Regions from separate parts of the Xenopus laevis genome. Here region 1 is linked to region 2. Evidence: chromatin contacts called from public Hi-C data. All regions are on one chromosome and are shown on one strand. Each heading gives the region's core, a stretch centred on a gene start, on an enhancer-like site or on the middle of the called end of the contact. The rest is flanking DNA. Distances are from core to core; before and after follow the strand shown. Region 1 overlaps sp7.L (Sp7 transcription factor L homeolog). Region 2 overlaps LOC108708646 (a long non-coding RNA gene).

Region 1 (5,184 bases), core at 1,154-3,653, 64 kb after region 2:
CTGTGCCTAAACTCTTGGCTCTTGAGCCAGAATGGAGGCAGTGTGTAAACTGTGTATCATGTTTAAATATTTGCAAAATGTATTCCCCCTGGTAGTGTGTGTTCTTTGCACAAGAGGATGAGTTATTTATAGTGTTAACATAGGGAATCTAATTTCAACACATTCAGAAATATGAGCTAACTGGTCTACTACCCCCCTCCACTTCCAGGGTTTTACTGGACAGTGTAACCCAATGGTTCATGAAGCTGAAACAAGCCCCTCTAGCACTAGAGGTGCATCCAGTACAAGTGAAAATAGTGTTATTGTGTGATCTTTATTCTTTATGATGAAATATGAGCAGAGGGGGGCTCTTGTGCTATTACCTAAAATGGGAAGTGGAAACTGGCTGCCATGCCACTTAATAGAATACACACAATTGATCAAAACAACCCCTGTGCCATTGTAGAACAAACAGTATGGGGTTCTACTCCCTTGGGTATTCTATATAATTGGCACAAATGCATGGAATGGTTTTATGGTGATGGAGGAACGAAGCTGATCTAGGTTCAGTTTTCCTATTCATGTGTAAAAACTCATTAAAAGGGAAAGTTAACCTTAAACTTAGCCTTTCATTTGACTTAGACATTTGTATTCCAAGACAGTTTACAGTTTTCTTCATTGTTGTTTCATGTAAGTTTATTTATTGATTTTTTTGTTTATAAAATTAATCAACCAAAATATTTTAAGAAATACATGACTTGTAGCATTTTCTCTGTATAAAAATGCCAGATCTCATATGTGTCTCCTGTTGTTGACTATAATGGACAACTGCCAACAGATTTCCATTATAGTCAATTACAGGTTGCAGGGCTAGGTTCTGGCATTTTTCTGCCAGTAATACAATGTTGTACGGTGCCCTTGCACTTGTGCCTCCCATGGTCATGAATGGCCCCTTTTATTTATATGTATACAAGACATTTTCTTTTTGGTGTCACTGATCCTTTTATGTATTGTTCCCAGCTCATCAGGGTGGAATTTTAACATTTTAGCATTGTGTTTGAAGTCAGGCAATGATTTAAACACCTGAAAAGAAAATTATTCATTCAAATCAAAATTCAGCTTTTGGTATTTCTGTATTATAATGTCAAAATGCTAAACAAAACCCCACCCTGTCTATTGCATTCGGTGTTGGCATGATACATATTCATGACCTGCCCCCAAAGGCCCAGCAAAACAAAACTAAAAGTATTTTATATAGTATTGTGTTCTGTAGTAAGGCTACACAGGGCATTTTTACTTTATAGTGTTACTTTCCCTTTAAATGAATGGAAAATAAATAGCAGTGGGACACCATAGATTAGTGTCTCTGACTCTAGCAATGAACCATGAGCAGTTTGCATATCCATTTTTATTTTTTAACTGAAGGCATAATAGAGATCCTCTTTCATTTAACTGCTCATTTGGACAAAAGAGAGGGGGCAATGTGCCTTTTGCTTGAACGTGTAAGTGCTTTAAGATTTTGCATTCCATAGTGGTGCTAAACAAGCTCGTCCTCTCTGATTCCATTTGTGCGTGGGCCAATGTGCAAACCACAGAGGGTCCCACTGATGGTAAATGGGTTAATGCTGTGGAAATGTTGAAGTGCACTTTCATAAGCTGTATTATTAATATTGCACTCTGTACTGTAAGCTGTGGGGAAGCCATACATTACCATGATTAGTTACCTGTAAAATTAGATGTATTTCCCACAGACATTACTTTGTTTTTTAAGAGGTTTTTTTGCGTGTTTTAAAACATATATGTATTGCTAAAAACATAAGGTTTTATAAGGTTAAGTCACAATGGTGTAACTAGAAGTTAGTAGGCCACACTGAAAAATCATGTTAGGGCCCCATACTTTCCAGAAACTGGCTTTTGTCTAATATGTATAATGTATATAGAACTTCCACATCATTAAATACTACATTGGACATTTACGCTCCTGAGTCCCCCCGGCAGCCACAGGTTCCTGTTTCTACATTCCTGCATCCCGTGATGTTAAGGTGTATTTTGTGAAATGTATGACCCCTCTAATGTGATTATGGCTGTCCATATGTTTTCAATACAAACATAGTCGACCCAGAGTATTCTATTTGAATGTCTCGCATACAGACGATTGGTTGAGATAAGATTCATAATATATTTTGCATTTGAACCAAGGACCTGGGTCTGCATTAGGAAATGTAACAATGAATTTTATATAATCACACAGGTACAGTTATAGCACATCGGGTTATACATTTTATGCAGTATTACAAGAAAACTGATTTTATTGTAATTGCTGCACAACGTTGCACATTCTAGTAATAACAGTGAAAAAAGCCATAACTCTTCCAATCTCCCGCTGAGAACAGAATAAGAAGAATTCTGGATCATGGCAAAACAAGGAGCCAGGGAAGGTTATGTATGTATTTCACCAGTATATGAAATGGAGATTTCCCCTTTAGTTAGGGGTTGGTGGGTAATGTTTGCCTGTTTCACCTTTGTTCCTGGCTCTGATAGATGAAAAGGGGTATGTGCACTAAAAGCCAATCTAGTTCTGTTTTCTAGTGCCCATTTACATAGTCGTCAGTCTGTGCTAAGAAGAACCCAGCTGCGAAACTCTGCCTTAGTGAGAGTAGAGAGGAGCAGTTTTAGGGAGCAGTTGCTCAAGTTTGGGAAGGGTGGCTGTGCAGGGCCAAAGTTGTTCTAGTTCTCCTTTAAAAAATAATAAAAATAATTTCAACAGGCCAAGCATGTACTTGGAAAAGAGCATGGGAAAGTATATCTGCACCATTGGTACCAGAAATTAAATGCAGTGGGCTACACAATGCATTTTTCTCTAGGGGTCACAGGCAAGTAAGCATACAAACCCCTTACTAGGCAGACCCCTTACAAATGTGTTACCACCCCCGAAGCTTACCTAATAAACTGATGTTAACGGATGACCTTCTATTTAAGTGTGTGTAACTTTACCTTTGAGTCTATTTTATTTGAACTTCTTATTTATTTGTATTTTGTGCTTCAATAAATAATAATTATATGTATTTTACTGATACGTGCCTCTGCTTATTTCTGTTTAGAATATTAAAAACTGGGTTGACAGTCGGGAGAAAATGTCAAAATAACAGCAGACCTCTGATCTTGGGTAGAGGGCCGAATTTCTGCTGAGGGCGCCTTGAGGCCAGTGTCCTCTGTCAGTCCCTCTCTCCTTAGAAAGAAATCCAAAGGTACACAGGATTGATGCAAGCAAGATTGCCTTGCGTGTTTAATGCAAGAGTGCAACGTTTTGGGGTCACAACCCTTTGTCAAGCATGTAGGATTCTTATTCCAAACAAGATGTAAGAGGAGGCAGCAATGTTGAATCTGTAAACAGCCACAATGGCAGGAGCAAGATTGACAAACCTAGAATAACTTTGGCCAAGTCCAGGCCCAGTACAGCAGAAGCCAGCTTGCAAACATATGTTAAGGGGGCATTATATATGACATTTGGCACCAAAACATGAATACATAGAAAGACAGAATTATTGGAACATGTGCAGAGAGTATGTGAATACAATGATTGGCACCCTTAAATGTCAAGCTTTCCGATCCTCTACCTTAGTGCACCAGTTATCGTTCCTCTATTTGACTTTAGGGCAGTGTCGGACTGGCCCACCGGGATATCTGGAAAAGTCCTGGTGGGCCAAGGTGTCAGTAGGCCCTTATGCTGCTAGACATTTGGCCTATTTCATGGCCATTCCCTATTTCTATGAGAACAAAGTGGCTCAATAGATGGAATAATAGATTATAGTATGTAAAGACATGAGACTAGAGGTTAAGTGAGGAGAGGAAGCATAATAGTACTGAGAGTAGGCCCCTAGTCAAAGGTTTTTGGGTGAGCCCCTGGTGTCCCAGTCCGACACTGCTTTAGGGTGTGCGGGAGCCATAGTTATTTTTACTACTGTGTTCCCTCCCTCCTGCCACAGGATCGCACGCATGGGCATCCTTTGTTCCTACATCAGGATCACAGGCGACAGGGCACGTGTAGCACGTGTAACACCGGGTGCCGCTTGGGCAGCATTCCACCTTTTAATTTGTGCCACCTTAGGCCCAGGCCTTTGTGGTTTTGCTACAAATGCTTTTTACTTGGTTTGCTTAGGATTATGCCACATTGTGCTAATATTCTGCCTGAAATTAGAATATCTTCTTAGGCTTCACTGTGCTGACCTTGTGTTTGTCCCAGAGTGGGTTGCAGTGTGATCTCATGAATACAGGATTGTGTTGATCAACAGAAAATGAAGGGCAGTGGCCCTGGGGACCCAGCAAGAGAGGCTGTATTCCTGCATAATATGGCATCACCAGAAAATACAGATGTTCACAGCGGTGCCCTTCTGAGGCACAAATATTCTGCAGTGACACTAGAAGAGATCAGACCCATCTTATGATACCAGACAGGAAAAGCATTAAAAGATCCAAATTCTAATTCCCAACAAGATGTAAGAGGAGACAGCAATGTTGAATCTGTAAGCAGGCACAATGTCAATACAGTGATTGGCACCCTTAAATGGCCCAGTGGTGTAAAGCTCCTGGAGGTGCAGCTAACACTGCAAAGAAACATCACACAGGGCTATTCAAATCTTTCAGTAAAGGACTCTCAAAATACAAACAACTGAGAGTAACAAAATGTCTCTCATAAATCTCCCATTTTATTATCACTACACATTTCAAAATGAAAACCACTTTTCTGGCACTAGTGAATTTATTCACAGGGTGCTAAGGAAACAAGGCTGCTGTGAGTCACTGCAGTAATCATCTCCAGGCAAAACAGTTATCCAGTCAACAGATGCAGAAAATCCTGGAACATATAGTGGTGTATAGTTCACAACCTCCACCCAATCCTTGTCCCACAACTCCCACTGTCACTCCCCAGCCATTCACACAACTCAACATCTCCCCCTCTATTCTCTATCAGTTCCCAGCACCCTGCTCAGTTTTTCCCCATTGGATTTCAGCCCTTCTCAATCAGCTTTCAGCCATATTCCCTTGTCTCTCCTCTATAGGTTCACAACCCTCCATGCCCTAGCATGCCCAACAGTTTTTATCCATGAGCCACATTCAAATGTAAATACAGTTGGGGAGCAACACAAGCATGAAACAAGTTCCTGGGGTGCTGAATAAGCGCTGTGATTGGCTATTTGGTAACCC
Region 2 (4,756 bases), core at 1,255-3,754:
AAAAAAAAACGTTGATTTTTCAAAGTCCACTACCCGACTCCAAATAGGTTTTAGGAGGTCCCCCATAGGCTAAAACAGCAATTCGGCAGTTTTTAGATGGCGAATGGTCGACATCGAATTTTTAAAGAGACAGTACATGATAAATTTCGATATTCAAATTTTCTAATTTTTTTCAAATTCAAAACGAATTTGGATTATTCCCTAGTTGAGGTACACAAGAATAGATTGAAATTTTAATTTTTTTACTAATTCGACCCTTGATAAATCTGCCCCTTAATCTTTCTCAACACAGTGAAAAACTTAAAGAGAGAATACCTATAAATCTTTGTGCTGACTGTTTGGGGAAAGGTTGGTATATTTTGTAGTTTGGTGTATCTAACTTGTTGTTTTTCCAGGTGCTGATGGAGAACAGAAACTCTGCTGTGTAGATTCAGAAATTTTGGCCAGCTATCCTCTATGTCTATGTTAGAAGTGCAGGTAAAGGTGGCCATAGATATAACAATTACGATCTATCCATTGTTTGTTTTTCAATTACAAATGTTAAGAGCTGAATCATCAGATACACAGCAGTATCCCCTAGCCAATGTTCACACCATCAAAATTTTCCATCTTGGCCAATTGACAAGCTGACCATCATCCAAGTCTTTTGCCGAAAATCAGTAGGCTCAAACAACCTACACATTTTTGTAATCATATTTTTCTTTCTTTTTTAGACCATCAGAAATAGTAAGGACCCATTGTGGAACAAGTCATACCATTTTCCAACACAGATCCCTTATGAGAAGAAATTACATGTTTCTACTTCAATCTGTAGCTGTGCATGGTGAGCTTTTGCCTTTTTTTATTGCTTTGTTTGCTGTAATTCTGCAGATTCTTTTCCTTGTTATTGAGGGAAAAGGCGTGCGTCACAGGCGCTTGGGCACCTTGTCTATGTCTGTCTGTGACCTAGTGTTGGCAGAAAACCTCACCATGGAAGGCTGGTTTAAATTGCATTCACCTCATCCACTGGCTACTATCAACATAAGACTGTAGTTGAAGGTAAGCAAGAGATATTCCACACTCTATTCTGAAACTCATTTAAGATATTTGTGTATTTAACGAAAAGTTTATCATGTACAGAGAACTTTCTATTCTCCAAATAGAGGGAATAATTTTATTTTACTCTGAAACATACATAAGGGTCCAAATATGGCTCCATTAGTTACGGAATAAATTAACTGTAATGATATGCAGGTGATCAGGAAATAATTGAAGGAAATAATTAATTTTCTGTCATGTCTCCATAAAATCAATCTGATTCCCTCAAATGTATGTTGCTATATAGTGATTGTTTCACAGTCAGCCTTTTAAAACCAAAATCCTTTTTAGTAAAACAATTTATCTGATATTTAAAAATAAGATAGTAATAATACAAGAAGACAATGAATCCTTATTTATGTATAAAATAAATTGGTTTGTAACAACAGGGAGTTTAGGAGAACAATGCTTCTCATTACTTTATACAAATATATGTACTTATCGGGCAGCTTTTCTCTGTTTACCTCTGTTGATTTATTTTATATTTCTTCCATAGGTTCTAGTACCTCTTCATCTTGATGAGAGGAGAGAGCAAAATGTTTCCAGTGATGCCAGTTCTAAAGCGCTGTGTATAAAAAGGTAAGGAGAAATGTATTGTGGGACACTAATATAGGGGGTCCTGTATACCATAGACCCTAAAATAGTGGTGTGATACCGTCGAGTCATATTCTTGCTGGCGGGAAGGCATTTTGGAAACAAAGTGACGTGTGCATAAAGTAACAAACGTGACATGCACACGTCACTTTGTTTCCCATGATGTCACAGTGTGGGAGTTGCCGTCAAGGCATTTCCCGCCACAGCACTGTATTTGAGTGGGCACTGTATGGTGATTCAACACTTTGAAAAAGGCTGTTATTACAGCCGAAACTTCACTCCGTTAAGTGTAATAAATTATAAAAAAAAATTATATATATATATATATATATATATATGCACTCAAAACAAGCGCAACTGCCTAGGTGCATCAGGAAGTGAAAAAAAGTTTTTTCACTTCCTGATGACGGCTTAAGTGAATAGCCGAAACGTTGAAATAAACATCATTTTTGTTTTTGCACCTTCAGAAAGTCCTGTGAGTGCGGTTCTTTTGCTCTACTATATATATATATATATATATATATATATATATATATATATATATATTAGTAAGAGGCAGAACTATATTCCAGGGAGACACAACAGGGAGCTGGAGTGCCACAAAGTGTGGAGGTGCCTGTCTGATACTTATCATTGTGTTTCCGTGTCTGGCTGCCATGGAATCTCTTGGATACAGGAAGTTGCTGAACTCCCACGCCCATGTTTGTTCAGTAGCAATGTGCTGCATATTCAGCTGTCACTGCCTGCGTTGGTGGAAGGTTAGAGCGAGCCAAGACATGTGCTGGTACAAAGCACACCTCAGTTATTAGCAGCCTTCCTACACCTGCCCTATTACACACCCCCTGTCATCTCTCCACACCCTCCTGAATGGGCTCAGCTCTGGGCGGGCATGCAAGAGCGTGGAGATGTAAACACCCAGTGTCAGCTGGGAAATTTAGGTAAGCGTTGCACACAGCTTATACATATGGCCCAGTCTTTTCAGCAATGCATCCAGGCCTGGACTGGCAATCTGTGGGATCTGTTGCTGCAAAATGCTTCACATTTGGTATTATACACCATGGGGGGTAATTACTAAAACTTTAGTTTATCTCATTGTTTGATTAAAGCAAAGCTGACCTAACTCCCATCCTCAAATTTAACTAATTTATAAAACAATAAGCTCAAAAAAGTCTGTGCAAGAAAAGTCTCGACAAAATCAAATGAAAATTTGAATTGTATGACTTTCCGGATGTGATGCCCGAATCACTTGGTTTTCACTTGTCGCCCGAACGAATCCCAGCGCAGATCACAATATCTTCAAATTGTAAAAGGAACATCTGTCATTGACTTCTACATAGCAGATTTTAGCATTTGGATTCAGATTTTTAACAGCTGTGGGGTACAAAAAATATTTAAAAATTCAAGGTTTTTTTGGTAAACATATATGTTTTCCCCTTAAAAACTCGACCAGAAAAAAATCAGGGTTTCATAAATAGGCCCTATATGTGTAAAGCTGAACTTCGTAATGGTTTCTACATTTAGATCTTACGCTATAGTTAATTTATGGTGAAATCAAAATATGTTTGCCTTTGTGCCTATGTCCAGACTAGGCACAGGATACAAATGTCTGTGTTGTTCACTGAAAGACTAGGAAACAGAGGCAAACTGCTTGTAGATGAGAGACAAAACGCGTAAGGTGGGCCATATGGGGTCAGTATGTATCAAAAACTTTTTAAAATGTGAATACTAATAAATAATTTATTTTTACTGAAAACAAGCCTTGGGACATATATCTTTTGATATAAAAATCTTTGTGTACCGATTGCCTTTGGAACTTTGCCTTTTGCATGTCCCTCTGGCTATGTCTAAAGATATACAGAAATCAGGTGTATGGACTCCCAGTTATAAAATGATTTGCAACAAGAATATGTGAATATAGCGTAAAAACAAAACAAGAATATGTGAATATAGCGTAAAGCTGGTCCTATTTGGTTCAATAAAACCTGCCGACTTTGGATCCTCCAGACAAAGTCAGTAAATTTTTTATTATACACATATTTATAAAAGGTCAGCATATTCTGCAGGGGTTACAATTAATGGATATATGCATCAAAAATACCAAAAAACAAACAAACAATACAGACAGTTAGGAGGGACCTGCCCAGAAGAATTCTTGCAATCTATATGCAATTTAAGGGGTAGATTTATCAAGGGTCGAATTTCGAAGTGCTAAAACGTCGAAATTCAACCATCGAATTAAAAATGTTTAAATTTAGCTGTTTGCAATCGAATTACAATGGTTCGATCAATAAATTAAAAGAAAGAAAAAAATATATATATACTGTATATATCATGTGAAGAACCGCATTACACAGGACTTATGAGTGAAAAAATGTTTATTCCTTCAAAGTTTCTGCTTCTTACTCAAGCCGTCTTCAGTTAGAAGCTGAAATGTTGAAGGAATAAACGGAACATTTTTTCACTCACAAGTCCTGTGTAGTGCGGTTCTTCACATGATATTGATATTTACTAATTTTTAACCAGCACCCAGGCATTGACTAACAGCCTGTGTGTGGACCAGCAGATTGTGTGTATATATATTATAATATTCAGTGATATTGTGTTCAGTAGGAATATCCTGAACATAAAAAACAAGCAGTGTAACTAATGAGGAGCTGACTGTTGGGAAATATTTAAGTATAATAATATAAGTATCACAATTAAGAGATTAAATAACATTACAATGACATTAAAGGGGTGGTTTACTTTTAAGTTAACTTTTAGTATGTTATAGAGTGTCCTATTCCTACCAACTTTGGAACTGGTCTTCATTATTGTTTTTGTATAGTTCTTTTATTAATTAACCACAGGTAATACCCTAGCAACTAAATAGCTGCTGAAATATCAATCTGGAACAAGTAAAAAGCTAAATAACTGAAAAAAACACAAAAAAAATGAAGACCAGTTGCAAACCCTAAAAACCTTGATCAGAAAAAATGGAAGTTTAATAAATGAGCGCCATAATGTTCCAACCCAAAAACTTTATAGGTACAATCAAATAAGGCATTTTTTTTACAGAAGAGATCTCCTTTCTCCTGGCATACCT

Evidence for each region. Hi-C and Micro-C count contacts between places; a contact is called where the count stands out from the background.
Region 1: a Hi-C map of the XTC cell line shows a contact between it and region 2, with 2.9 times the contacts expected there. The contact joins two enhancer-like sites. A contact is called at or near these places in 2 of 4 Hi-C or Micro-C datasets (the XTC cell line and animal cap).

What each region holds. Positions count from the first base shown.
Region 1 is chr2L:155,167,503-155,172,686 of Xenopus_laevis_v10.1, forward strand. sp7.L (Sp7 transcription factor L homeolog) reads left to right here. Exons shown (of 2, transcript NM_001099905.1): 2 at 1-1,949. Among protein-coding and RNA genes, the nearest start is that of sp7.L, 21 kb to the left of the region's middle. Within about 2 kb of position 2,404, at least 1 of the 7 cell types and tissues checked has an H3K27ac peak or open chromatin away from gene starts, as enhancers often do.
Region 2 is chr2L:155,103,562-155,108,317 of Xenopus_laevis_v10.1, forward strand. LOC108708646 (a long non-coding RNA gene) reads left to right here. Exons shown (of 3, transcript XR_001934503.2): 2 at 396-477; 3 at 714-1,413. Among protein-coding and RNA genes, the nearest start is that of LOC108708646, 4.2 kb to the left of the region's middle. Within about 2 kb of position 2,505, at least 1 of the 7 cell types and tissues checked has an H3K27ac peak or open chromatin away from gene starts, as enhancers often do.